2 separate regions of the Mus musculus genome follow, and region 1 is linked to region 2. A link is a contact called in public Hi-C data. All regions are on one chromosome and are shown on one strand. The core of a region is the stretch at or near the end of the contact, and the rest is flanking DNA. Distances in the headings are between cores, read along the strand shown.

Evidence for each region. A called contact is a pair of places that touch in the nucleus more often than the background predicts.
Region 1: a Hi-C map of cortical neurons shows a contact between it and region 2, with 3 times the contacts expected there. The contact joins two enhancer-like sites. A contact is called at or near these places in 20 of 484 Hi-C or Micro-C datasets (the N1E-115 cell line, cerebellar granule neurons, cerebellum and 13 more) and 2 of 115 datasets of contacts at active chromatin or transcription factors (astrocytes and embryonic stem cells).

What each region holds. Positions count from the first base shown.
Region 1 is chr1:175,600,301-175,606,543 of GRCm38.p6, forward strand. Fh1 (fumarate hydratase 1) reads right to left here. Exons shown (of 10, transcript NM_010209.2): 8 at 5,755-5,882; 9 at 3,638-3,791; 10 at 1,078-1,266. The coding sequence ends at 1,124. Among named protein-coding and RNA genes, the nearest start is that of Fh1, 22 kb to the right of the region's middle. Within about 2 kb of position 1,696, at least 12 of the 459 cell types and tissues checked have an H3K27ac peak or open chromatin away from gene starts, as enhancers often do. A contact at or near this core is called in cortical neurons, where this site is marked.
Region 2 is chr1:175,027,738-175,033,615 of GRCm38.p6, forward strand. No RefSeq gene overlaps it. Among named protein-coding and RNA genes, the nearest start is that of Grem2, 110 kb to the left of the region's middle. Within about 2 kb of position 4,529, at least 13 of the 459 cell types and tissues checked have an H3K27ac peak or open chromatin away from gene starts, as enhancers often do. A contact at or near this core is called in cortical neurons, where this site is marked.

The sequences.
Region 1 (6,243 bases), core at 446-2,945, 570 kb after region 2:
AACCCATATGCACATATATCTGAGGTTTGACTATATAAGTTATTTAGCATAAGATAAAAATTAGTCTATTGCCTTTTCTTTTATAAAATAAACTTTATTTTGCACTGATTTAGTTTACTGTAATCCTGGAGCTTCATGCAAATGACTAATTTGCTGCTTAAAGATTCTCAAGTATACATAGTATCCTCTTTAATGTTCTCATTTTCATTTAAAAACAGTCTTAAGGGAGGTGCCCAAGAATCAGTGGAGGTGATCTTAGCTGTGATTCACACCATTGGGGATATGGAACCTGAAGAAGCCACCTCCTGTATCCAGAGAGGAACCCCAGTGGAGCGATAAGAGACACCAACCCACCCACAAAACTTTCAACCCAAAATTTAACCTGTCTATAGGAAATGCAGGCACGCAGGAGGGAACAGAGAGTGAGGGAATGGCTAACCAGTAACCAGCCCAACTTGAGATCGATCCCATGGGCTAGCACCAATCCTTAACACTATTAATGCTACTCTGTTATGGTAACAGATAGGAACATGTGAGGCTCCACCCAGCAGCTAACTCAGACAGAGACACCCATAGCCAAACAGTGGACAGAGCTTGGGAACTCTTATGGAAGAAAAGGAGGAAAGATTGTAAGCCTCAAAGGGGATAGGAACTCCACAGGAAGACCAACAGAGTCAACTAACCTGGACTCTTGGGACTCTCAGAATCCAAACCAACAAAAGAACATACACAGGCTGGACCTAGGCTTCCCACACATACATAGCAGAACATGCAGCCTGGTTTTCATGTAGGTTCTGAACAACTAGAGCGGGGGCTATCCCAAAAGCTGTTGCCTGTGTGTGGGATATGTTCTTCTAGCTGGGCCTTCTTGTCTGGCCTTCGTGGGAGAGGAAGTGCCTAGCCTCGCAGACTTGAAGTGTCAGGGTGGGGAGGATACCAGGGGGGACCCCACCAGCAAAGAGAAGAAGGGGAGATGGGGGTGGGGGGATGATTGTGGAAATAAGTGACAGGGAGGGAGACAGTGAGTGGGATATAAAGTGAATAAGTTAAAAAATTAAATTAAATTTTAAAAAGGTCTTGTTTGTAAATTTCTTAAGTTTATTTTAATATAAATTTATTGAAGTCACTTTGGACCCAGCATATCCTTGGGTTTCACCCACTCATCAAACTGCTCTGCTGTGAGATAGCCAAGTTCAATAGCCGTTTCCTTTAAGGTTGATCCGTTCTTGTGTGCGGTCTTGGCAATCTTTGCTGCTTTGTCATACCCTGAAGGGAAGACACACAACACAAACATCAGTAGTGAAATTTTTCTAAAATAAAAAGCAACTGATACTGATGTTACAGGCCTCTTACATAACATAATCTATTTTAAAACTATAAAGTGACCATGCCAATAACTATCATGTCTTCTATAGAATACAACCTTGATTTGCTTGAGAAACAGACTTAAGCATACCTCATTTTATCCAAGATTTGTTGAAATGGACCAATAATTAAAAGAAACATTTAAAAAGAAGAAAGAGAGAGAGAGAAAGAGAGAGAGAAGAGAAGAGAAGAGAAGAGAAGAGAAGAGGCACCACAGCATAAAATCCACACTTGGCTGTGCTGTCCATTAATTATCTTTCTAAGGCAGCACTAAAACGTTCATTGCGGCAGGTTGTAGGAACAGACAGCTATGTAACCGGCGGTAACCAGTTCCCATGGTTCCCATAGCCCTGCTCTGCTCGGTGCTCCAGCACACCGGCTGCCATTCCCTGGCTTCTGCTTAGGGTTTAGGCATTACAAGGATAAGGAGGGGAGAGTTTTAGCCAACATATCTATTGGCACCAAGGAAGCCAGGCAACCCAGGCAGGACGATGCACTGTAACCCTAGCATCCAGGGGATGACAGTGAGTCTCAACCTGGGCTACACAGCAAGCCCTGCCTCAAAAAGCAAAACATCAGAGACCCTGGTTCACTTCAACAGTCATCTGCTTTTACACGACGGCTGGCACCGAGAAATTCTCAAGGTCGCTCTGACATTGAAAACTGACAGAAGGCAAAGGCAAGGACGATGACGTCAGTGACAGAGGCAAAGTAAACTTAAAAGTCAGAGGACTATGACCAAGGGGGCGGGGCCTGCTGAGGCAATGTGGTAACCAGGTGGTGCAGTGTGGTTGGAACACGTCTGGCTGCAACCACAACCAAACTGCCTGCTTCACTTTAGTCTTAGCTGAACCTATGCACGTTCACTGTGCTGGCACAGGCATGGAGTAACCGAGTCACTTGCAGAAAGAATGGTCACGTTAAACTCTTGGGTCAAACTGTCTTCTGTGCTTTTTGTGTGAATGAGGACTACAACGTAGGCGTCCCTGCCCACCACACAAACCAGTACTCAGTACGACCCTCGTGTATCACAGAGCCACTAAGAGCCCAGACCAGGCCTCACTCAGCCAGCGCGGTGGTTCTTGCCGAGATCATAAAGCACTTTTGCCAGGGACGTGGTCTTTGGGTGTCTCTGTCCTAGAGTCTAAGATGCTTCCCAGGCATCTGCTTGAACAGGGCGTCTAACCTACAAGTGTTGGCAACACAGGAAGGTCAGGTGAAGCACTTCTCTCACAAGCCTCTAGGGTTGCTTTGGACCTTCGGACTTAAATGCTGGTGTGTAACAATTTTAAATGAGTCAAATCGTTTCACCAACTCTATAAAACTAAAATAGATAGGTAGGTAGGTAGGTAGGTAGGTAGGTAGGTAGGTAGATAGATAGATAGATAGATAGATAGATAGATAGATAGATAGATAAAACCATGAATAATATCAGCCCCCCTAAGGTCAGGATTATTGAACATTCTAAAGTGTTAACTGCATCATGATACAAGATTGTATCATTACTCATTCTAAAGCAGCCCAATGCCATCTACACAGCGATGGCCTGCACAGCAGCAGACCACAGCAATGGCCTACAGCCCGTGGAAGCCAGAGCAGATGTCTTAATGGGATGGACAGTGGTGGTGGTCAGCTGCAATCTAAGTCTGCATAAAACACTTAAAATCAGGAAAAGACTAGGAACACAAAAGATAGTTTCAGAAAAACCATTTAGTTTTCTTACCTTTCCCTATAAACACCAATATATATCTTTCCCTTTTAATTTGTAACATTCTATATTTGAATTGAATAAAACAAAATCAAAATATTACATGGCATCTAGGAAGGAAGAAACAAATGAATCCATTTGCTATCATCGGTGATCAGGCAGTGCCACCTAGTGACGTTACCAACGAGGGAGGGTCTTACAGGTCACCCTCTCCAGCTGTTGGCATAAACACCAGCATCCGAGGTCCTGACTATGAAATCAGGGCTGCTGAGATGCTTTGTGTGCCCGGCTGCTCTCCAACACGACTGCTGCTGAGTTCCAGCTCACAGACCCACATGGTGGAAGGAGAGAACTGATCCATCCCTGTAAGCTCAGCTCTGACCTCCACATGCACCTCATGGGAAGACAGACAGACATAGATATCCAATACAGACACACAGATACACATAGACAGACAGACAGACACACACACACACACAGAGATTTTTTCAAAAACTTTAAAGGTTTCTTTTTTTTAAGCTTTTCAGTAACTGTTTTCAAAATGGCATTACCCTCCAAACTTACCTATATGTGGATTAAGAGCTGTGACCAACATTAAAGACTCATTCATTAGCTTGTTGATCCGCTCTGTGTTGGCCTGGATCCCGACCACACAGTTGTCTGTGAAGGACACTGAAGCATCTCCCAGTAGCCTGGCTGAGTGCAGCACATTCTTAATCTATGGGAGAGGCACGGGAAGGAGGAAAGAGAATCGTTTCTGAGCCTCGGGTCACTTTGCTTTGCTTTTGTCCAATGACATGCATTATTTGCTGTTCCATACTGGACATGTAATTCCATAACCGTACACCACTCCTACCAATCCTGCAGTATAATACCCAGAAAACAAGTGAGAAAGGGAGACTCTGAGGACACAAAGTTACAAATCTAAAAATGATTAAAGAAAAAAAAAAAAAAAGATGTGTGTGCAATTAACACAAGACAGCCCTTGGTGGATAAGTATCTCAAGACAGCCCTTGGTGAGTGACTAATATAAAACAGCCCATGGAGAACATGCTAAACGGGCAAGATTTGTTGTATCCACAATCCAGTCATCCTGCTTGTCACAGAAGCCGATAGCCAGAAGTGGATGAAGACTCCTCTATGCAAGAGAAAGCAGAGCAGAAGCTCGGAGTCCTGAGATGCGCGCTAACTTTTGGATTCTCTGGTTTTGTGGTTAACAGAACAGTCCAGTTCATTTTAAAATAACATCACATGATGTTTAAGGTCATAGAAAGCCAACTGGTACATTTAATACCTGTTTCTTTTAAGCAACACTTCCCATGTATACCTCTGTCTAAAACTCAAAAAGGTCTGGAAGAAAATAATACTTCCACCAATAGACTCTAACAGAAACTAGACGTTACAGCTTAATTTGAAATGACTCAATTGTAAATCAAATTTCATCTTGATTTTCTAATTAAAGCCAACCTTTTTTTCCTCAGTTGAGTCTACTCCCCACCCCAATGTCCATCCTTCTCTCAGGCTCTGAAGCAGTGGTTTTACTTTAAGCCATGAACGACTGTTTCCACCAAACCTTTTCTTTTCCTTCTTCATATTTATAAAGAAGGGGTAAGGTGGCATTACTTTTAAAACATAAGAAAGGATTAAAATATAGCAGAAGCAGTTGTTCTGCATCTGGACATGTCAGGCACCTGGCCTGGATGCAAAAGGATACAGATCTAAAGCTCACTCCAGCCTGTCTTTCATTGACCAATCCTAGCAGGGTATACATGCCATGAATGCAAAAACCAAAAACTTCACATTTATTGCTTTATTGTGAGCACCTAAAATTGTGTGAGCCACAGTGAAACTTAAAAAAATACACTCACAGTTATTTGGGTATTCTAATCAATTAGACTTTATACGACAAACCAGTAAGAAATAAGCCTCTAGTGTATTTCAGATAGAGCACTGTACGAATGAAGGACTTAATAGTGACACAGCTTGGCTACCTGAAGCTCAGGAACCTGCATAGAAGATGACACCATTTTGCTCCATATTTGGAATGATGAAGGAAAAAGGAGAAGTTTGGAGGACAGTTTCCAAGCCATATGCAAAAGGCAAAAAATAAATTTAAAAAAGCTTTGCTGCGGACAGGGAAAGCACTAAAGAAACAGAGAAAGGGTCAACATGGTACCCTAAGAGAATGGATGAGAAAGAAAGATGATGATGAGACAGAAGAAGGAGGAAATGATGATGGAGATGACAGAGCTCAGAGCAAGTATGTGAAGGGGCTGAGGCTGGACCAGTTATCAAACCGTAAGAGAAAGTGACAATGGGTCAGGCTTTCGCAACCAAATCTGAAGAAAGATGGCACAAAGCAACAGCCTGAGCAGGAGACAGGGCTTTAAGGAAGGTGCTAGACAGACTTGAACTGATTCTAGCTGCTGGCATCAATGGCAGCAGAAGACAAAGAAACCCCTGTCTTACTTCCACACATCTTCATTCCACCTAAAAAGCAGACTACCAAATCCCTTGAGCTGAGTAGACTAACTCCCGATATGCCAGGTTATTCCAGTAGGACTAAGATTACCTACTACACAGCTAGCTTCCGTGGAAGCTCCAGAAACCTTCAAGGAAGACAAGAGCACTGGCTATTGGTCTTCAATCAAAAACTGCTAAAAATTAAATTGAAGGCTTACCATCATTGGTTTAAACACATTCAGTTCAAAATGTCCATTGCTGCCTCCAACGGTAACAGCAACGTGATTCCCCATGACTTGGGCTGCAACCATGGTCATCGCTTCACACTGAGTAGGGTTCACCTTTCCTTTGAGAAAACCAGTGTAGAATCTCATCAAATATAATCATGGTTTCCTATATGACTTAAGACTGTTTTTATATTAGTCAAAGAATGAAATCTAATGTTTTTAAATAAAGGCATAAAATAAGGCAAAGTTGAGGCACAGGCTGCAATTTTAGTCACTTAAGAGGTGGAGGCATAAATATTCCATGTTCAAGGACTACCTGAGCTTCTGAGTCAAGGCCAGCCTAGGCAACTTAGTGAGATCTTGACTTGAAAAGTATAAAGAATTCTAGGAATACAACTTAAAGACAGAAATACTTGTCAAACATGAGGGAGGCCCTGGGTTCAATCCCCAATATCACAGACAAAAAAAAATATCAAAGAA
Region 2 (5,878 bases), core at 3,279-5,778:
GTTTGGCTTATGTATGATTTAATCTAAAGTTTTGCTTATGTATGATTTAAATGTGGGACTTGTTTACTCCACTTAGGGATCTGTTCACAGGACCACAGGTTCGGTCTTAGATTATGAATATTTCCATCGAAGTCGATCCTGTAACATTCTGAGAAACTGTTAAAAGCCACACCCTGTCCTAGCTGCTTTCAAACATACTCTCACCCGAGTTCCCATTAATTGGGACCATGTTTCCTCTTAATTAGTTATACTGCATCCTGTCTAGCAAATTGCCTCTCATATGGGAAGGTAATGATGATATCTTTTATTAAGTGATGGGTATGGAGGGTGATATATCTTATGAAAGCAAAACTACCCACACTGAGCACTGAAGCAACGCTACAGAACTTATTTCCTAGCATTGAGAAAGCAATGAGAGAGAGAGAGAGAGAGAGAGAGAGAGAGAGAGAGAGAGAGAGAGAGAGAGAGAGAGAGAGAGAGAGAAAGGAGAAGGAGGAGGAGGAGGAGGGGAGTGGAGGAGGAGGAGGGTGGAGAAGGAGGAGGAGGGTGGAGAAGGAGGAGGAAGAAGAAGGAGGAGGGGAGGGGAGGGGAGGGGAGGAGAAATAAATGTCCCTGTCAGTGGAGATTGCTGTGAAGATCCCTGGGACACTGTTTTTTTCTGACATGAGAAGGGCCAATGGAAGACCTCAGCCTTCACTATGTTTTAGACTCCTTGCTGTGTTAAGCAAAGATGGAGAGAAGACTGAGCAGAGCCACAGGACCGAATTCCACAGGGACCAGACACTTTCAGAACCTCTGCCTGCCTCCGGCAACTTAATGAGAAATAGTTCTTAAATCCTTCCTAGGCAGGGTTATTTATATTTTGTCCACCTATCAACGTGCCTGTGTCTTTCATCTGTTTGTCTCCCTCTGTGTCTCTGTCTCCTTCGTGTCTTATTCTCTACCCACACACCCGCCCCCACCCCCACCCCGCCCCCCATGAATCTGTAAAAGACTCATCTTGGCTTTGGGCTGCAGTCCCATCAATCCCAAGCTCAGCAGGCAGGCTCCAGGCCTGTCTCCTTCCAAGCGGAAGCCTTTCCCGCAAGGCTGACTCTGCAGGAGGGCTGCACACTGCTGGAAGCACAGGTTCTCAGACCTTGAGGGGGAAGGGTGTTGGCTCCACCATGGCTGGAGGACAAGATTCCACAGCGTCTAAACAGCACACAGCCCGTCCTGGAGAGCTGAGGCCTGCTGTGTGGAGTTGGCGCTCTGCACCTTTGAACAGGGGTTTTGGCTCCGCCTGTCTGCAGACATTGAAACCTATGATTGATGACCAGGACCCGGGTACCAGAAAGTGATGCGTGCTGTTAATGTGGTCTCTGGGGAAACTGGTGCCAATTCAATTAAGTCAGGGGAGAATGAGCTGCTGTTCCACACCTGAGCTTGAGGGGGAGAAAGACACAGAGTCTGCTAAAGACATCGTTCCCAGCAAAGACGGTTGCTGAGCAAATTAGAGACACAGCAACATTTGGTGATGACATATAACATATATTTAGGAGAAGAAAGTTTTAAAAACATGAAACCCATATATAGAGGGGAAAGAATAAACCTGTAGATATTGATCAAAATCTGGCCACGTGCTCTGAAAAATGTATAGATTTTTTTAAAAAGCACAGAAATAGGGAATGAGTTTCATTTCCAAAATGTGTGTGTGCGTGTATGTGTGTGTGTGTGTGTGTGTGTGTGTGTGTGTGTGTGTGTGTGTGTGTGTGTTGGAGGGGGTTCTTATATATACTTCTGTTTTTAAAGATTAGTTTATTATTTGCTTTAATTATCTCTGGTGTGTGTGTGTGTGTGTGTGTGTGTGTGAGAGAGAGAGAGAGAGAGAGAGAGAGAAAGAGAAAGAGAGAGAGAATGGGTGTGTTCACTGATTTCCAGATTCCCTGGAGCTGGCTGGAATTCTAATTGTAGTTGGTTCATCTGGAAGAGTAACCATAGTTCTTAATCACCAAGCCATCTTCCGAGCCTCTGTATATCATTTTAAAAGAATTGTATTCCAGATAATTCAATAAATAGATAACAGGCGACCATAGTAGAACAGCTTGCAGTGGAATGAGAAAGCTGGGATCAGAGACTGGAGAAGAAACAGTGCTGGTTCCCCAACACTGTCCAACCACTCCCGCTTCTCTGAGGCTCTTCAGTTCCTTTAAGTGTGAATAAGGAAGTAGTAGTGTCTTACAGTTTAGGGAAAAGCCCAGGCATTAGCAGTCCTAACAGGCCTCCCAGGAATTCAATGCAGCTACAGATAAAGGTTTTCAAGGTAAGTTCATCTTCAAGTTCAAGTTCAAGTTCAAGATAAGTTTAAACAGAAGAATCTGGATGAGAGGCAAGCATTGATTAAACATAATTAAACAGGCCCGCTCAGGATGTGCCTGGGTGGTCTTAGATCTGGCTCTGTGAGGAGGTGGTCCTAAGGAGACTTTGTCATGCCTTTACTCAATAGAAGGACTCATTCTCCTCTCTACACAATAGTGACTCTTGTTACAGGGCGCTGCCTCCCATGCATGGAGAATTGTCCTGATGTAGGAGATGGTGAGTCCTCCAAAGTTCCACTCTTCCTGGAATCCAGGATAACTGTCTGTCTACAGTGATGACTTATCTTGGTGCTTTCAGCTCCAACGTGGGATGAGCTAGGTCAGCCGGACAGGCTTGCCTTCATGACTACTATGCCTGTGTAGGATCACACAGAGGAACAGACACCGAGTGAAAGGCAGGGGTGGTGCCAGGATTTCTCCCGCTTCTAGTTACTAAATGAAGTGGAGGTTTCACAGTTGTAACACTCCTTGCCTTGCTACATTGTGGATTGTTATGAAACATTAATGCTGTGACCACAGGAGTGAAGGAGTACCGGGTGGGCCCACAACAAGGTGTCCCCCTGAGAAATCACACCATGTGACAGGCAGACCTGATGTAAGGACATTTGGGGAGTGGGAGGAGACCTGAAAAAGGGTTACAGGCAGAGAAAGGGAGAGCAGAGAAAGAGAGGGTGGTCAGAAATACTGGGAACAGGAGAGAGGATGACAGGGGAGAGGTGAGAGAAAGAGAAGGGACAGGGGAGAGGGGAGAGGGCAGAGGGGGCTGGGGTAGCAAACACTCCTCTTTATAGGCTGCCACACCCTGGCAGTTAATGGTGGCAGGTGATGATGCAAGCCATTGCTAGGTCACTCACTATTGGGAGGAGCCTAGAGGAATTGTCTGTAAGCAAACAAGTTCTCTGGCCAAGCAGAGGCAGGGAGGGAGCAGAAGGCATACATCAATGCTAAGTATCTCCCATATATGCTCTATCTCCCATATATGCTCTATCTCCCATATATGCTCTATCTCCCAGATATGCTCTATCTCCCAGATATGCTCTATCTCCCAGATATGCTCTATCTCCCAGATATGCTCTATCTCCCATATATGCTCTATCTCCCATATATGCTCTATCTCCCATATATGCTCTATCTCCCATATATGCTCTATCTCCCACATATGCTCTATCTCCCATATATGCTGTCTGCCTTAATTTTTAAGACAGTCCCTCTCACGGAACCTGGAGTTTGGTTAGGCTGGCTGCCAGCAGGCTTTGGGGATCCACCCGTGTCCCTTCCCAACACTGGGACTGCAGGCACACATCTCCATGTGTTCCAGTTCCTGCTGCTTCCCCAGGAAGCATGTTACTAATGGAGCCATCACCCTGCCCTCCCCCTGGAAAGCACGTTAAGTTACAGTCAATGGGGAGAGGACCTGATCTCAGAGCGGACAGCTTCGATTTGCTGGGGGCTCTGACACCTCTCTGATGCCCAGTTTCCTGTTCTGTGATAGAGAATTACAGCATTGGTAGGGAAGTGTCCTGTTCATTTCGGAATCTGTGCATTCTTATACTTTCACCAGGTATAAATGAAGGTGACAATCATTCGAAAACATCAGAAATTCTAAGTCTTTCTATATTTCCTGATGTTAATCAGCAAGCTTATTTTCCCGAGGAGAAAGAAGAAAAAGAAAAACAAACAAGCAAGCAAGCAAACAAAAACCTACAGCTTTTTCCCAGTCTCTGCCCGCCCTCATTCTGCTGTGTCCAGGCAAAGGATTATTGTTATTTTTTTCTTTTCGCTGTCTCTGTATGTTATTAAATACATGCCAAATTCAAATTGGCATTTCTAAAAGCAGAAAGAAAAAGAAAAGAAAGAAGGGGGAGGAAGGAAAAAAAAAGGTTCAGAAATGCAGACTCTGAGATATAAGACCTTTATGCAAACATAAAATATTAATACACTGAAAAACTCAAAATGCTTCAGTCCCCAGGGGAGAAAATAGCTTGTTTTTAGATGCTCAACCCAGGGCCTACTGTTGTAAGACTGCAAACGCTAGGCAGTGGAGTCTAAGTGTCCCTTTCTGTGTGACAGCAGGAAGCTAGGTCATTTGGAGCAGGCAGGGAATGAGCAGCTTTTCCCACGTTTGTACAGAACTAGCTCCCATCTCATGGCCCCAAGGTAAAGCTAATTATAACATATGGAGGACTCGGCCACTGAGCGAGCGCTACAGGCCTCTGGTTACTGTGACAACCATAAACCTTCATCTGCTCTCCCTTGTCACCATTTTTATTTATGTTGCCAAATTACACTCCTCGAAACACTGTGGCAATTTGCTCTCCCAAAAAGTAGAGGAATGAAGAACCCACAACCGGAATACAGGTCATTATTTTTTTCCTCCAAGTAGAGAACATGGAACAGAACTAAAGAAAACGGAAAATGCTCATCTTCCATGAGCAGTCAGGGAGCAGGATTCGATCTCTTTCCTAAAGCCTTATTTTAAATGACAGTATAATACTTTGTTTCGTGGATATGCTTAAACCAAAAAACCCCCACAATTCTCTACTGCTGAGAACTAAGTTCTTTCAGAACTAAATCCTTTAGTTCTTCATAAGCTTCTAAAAGGGAAAGAGTTTGGGATGTTGGTTCTGCAAAAAACGATTGCTAATGTGCGGACAAAGGTCCCCTTCCAGAAAGGCTATGGCACCTCCTGTTGGGGGAGAGCTGCCTAGGATATCTGGTAGTGAGGGCCTGAGAGTATAGTGTGACAAGAAGAGAGGTTTTCTAGGGCCAGACATTGGAATGCAAGGAGCCCAAGGCCATGACATTCACTGGGTGCATTCTTTTACTGCAAATATTTATATGTGTTTCTTTTTCCGCTAAAGGCAGCTTGGAATTTCTATTCAACCAAATCCATCCACCCTTTCCTTCTTAGAATATTTTTCCTGTCCCCTGCACTACTCTGTCCTTCCTTCCAGCATACTCTGTGGTCAGTGAGATATTCAAAGTGCTTTCCTCCCTGTTCCTTTTCTTGGCTCCTTTCTGCTTTTTCCCTGCTTCTCTCTCTCTCTCTCTCTCTCTCTCTCTCTCTCTCTCTCTCTCTCTCTCTCTCTCTCTCTCTTTTTCTCTCCCCCTCTTATTTTTTAATAGTAATTACAAAACCAATTCACTGACTAATACCTAATATCTGGCTCTGGAAAGCCTCATTTTTCTCTGGGCAGAATGGTTGTGTCCTTGTAAAACTCTCCCTCACAAGCCTGACCACAAGCGTATTATAGGTGGGGGCTCTGGGAGGTGACTAGATACCACTGTGCTTTCACGAATGGGCTGCTGCCCCCATTGATCAGACTTGGGAGCTTTGTGCCCTTTCATTTAGTAGGAAGGATCAACGAAGTGCTGCACAGGAGGAAATGCCCCCCAAATCTCCTGGTGCCTTGATGTTGACTTCATGTCTGTCGGGTTTCTGAACAAGAAATATCTATGATTTATAGTTTGCTCAGGGTGATGGATTTTTTTTTTCTAACAGCTTGAGATGAACAATATGT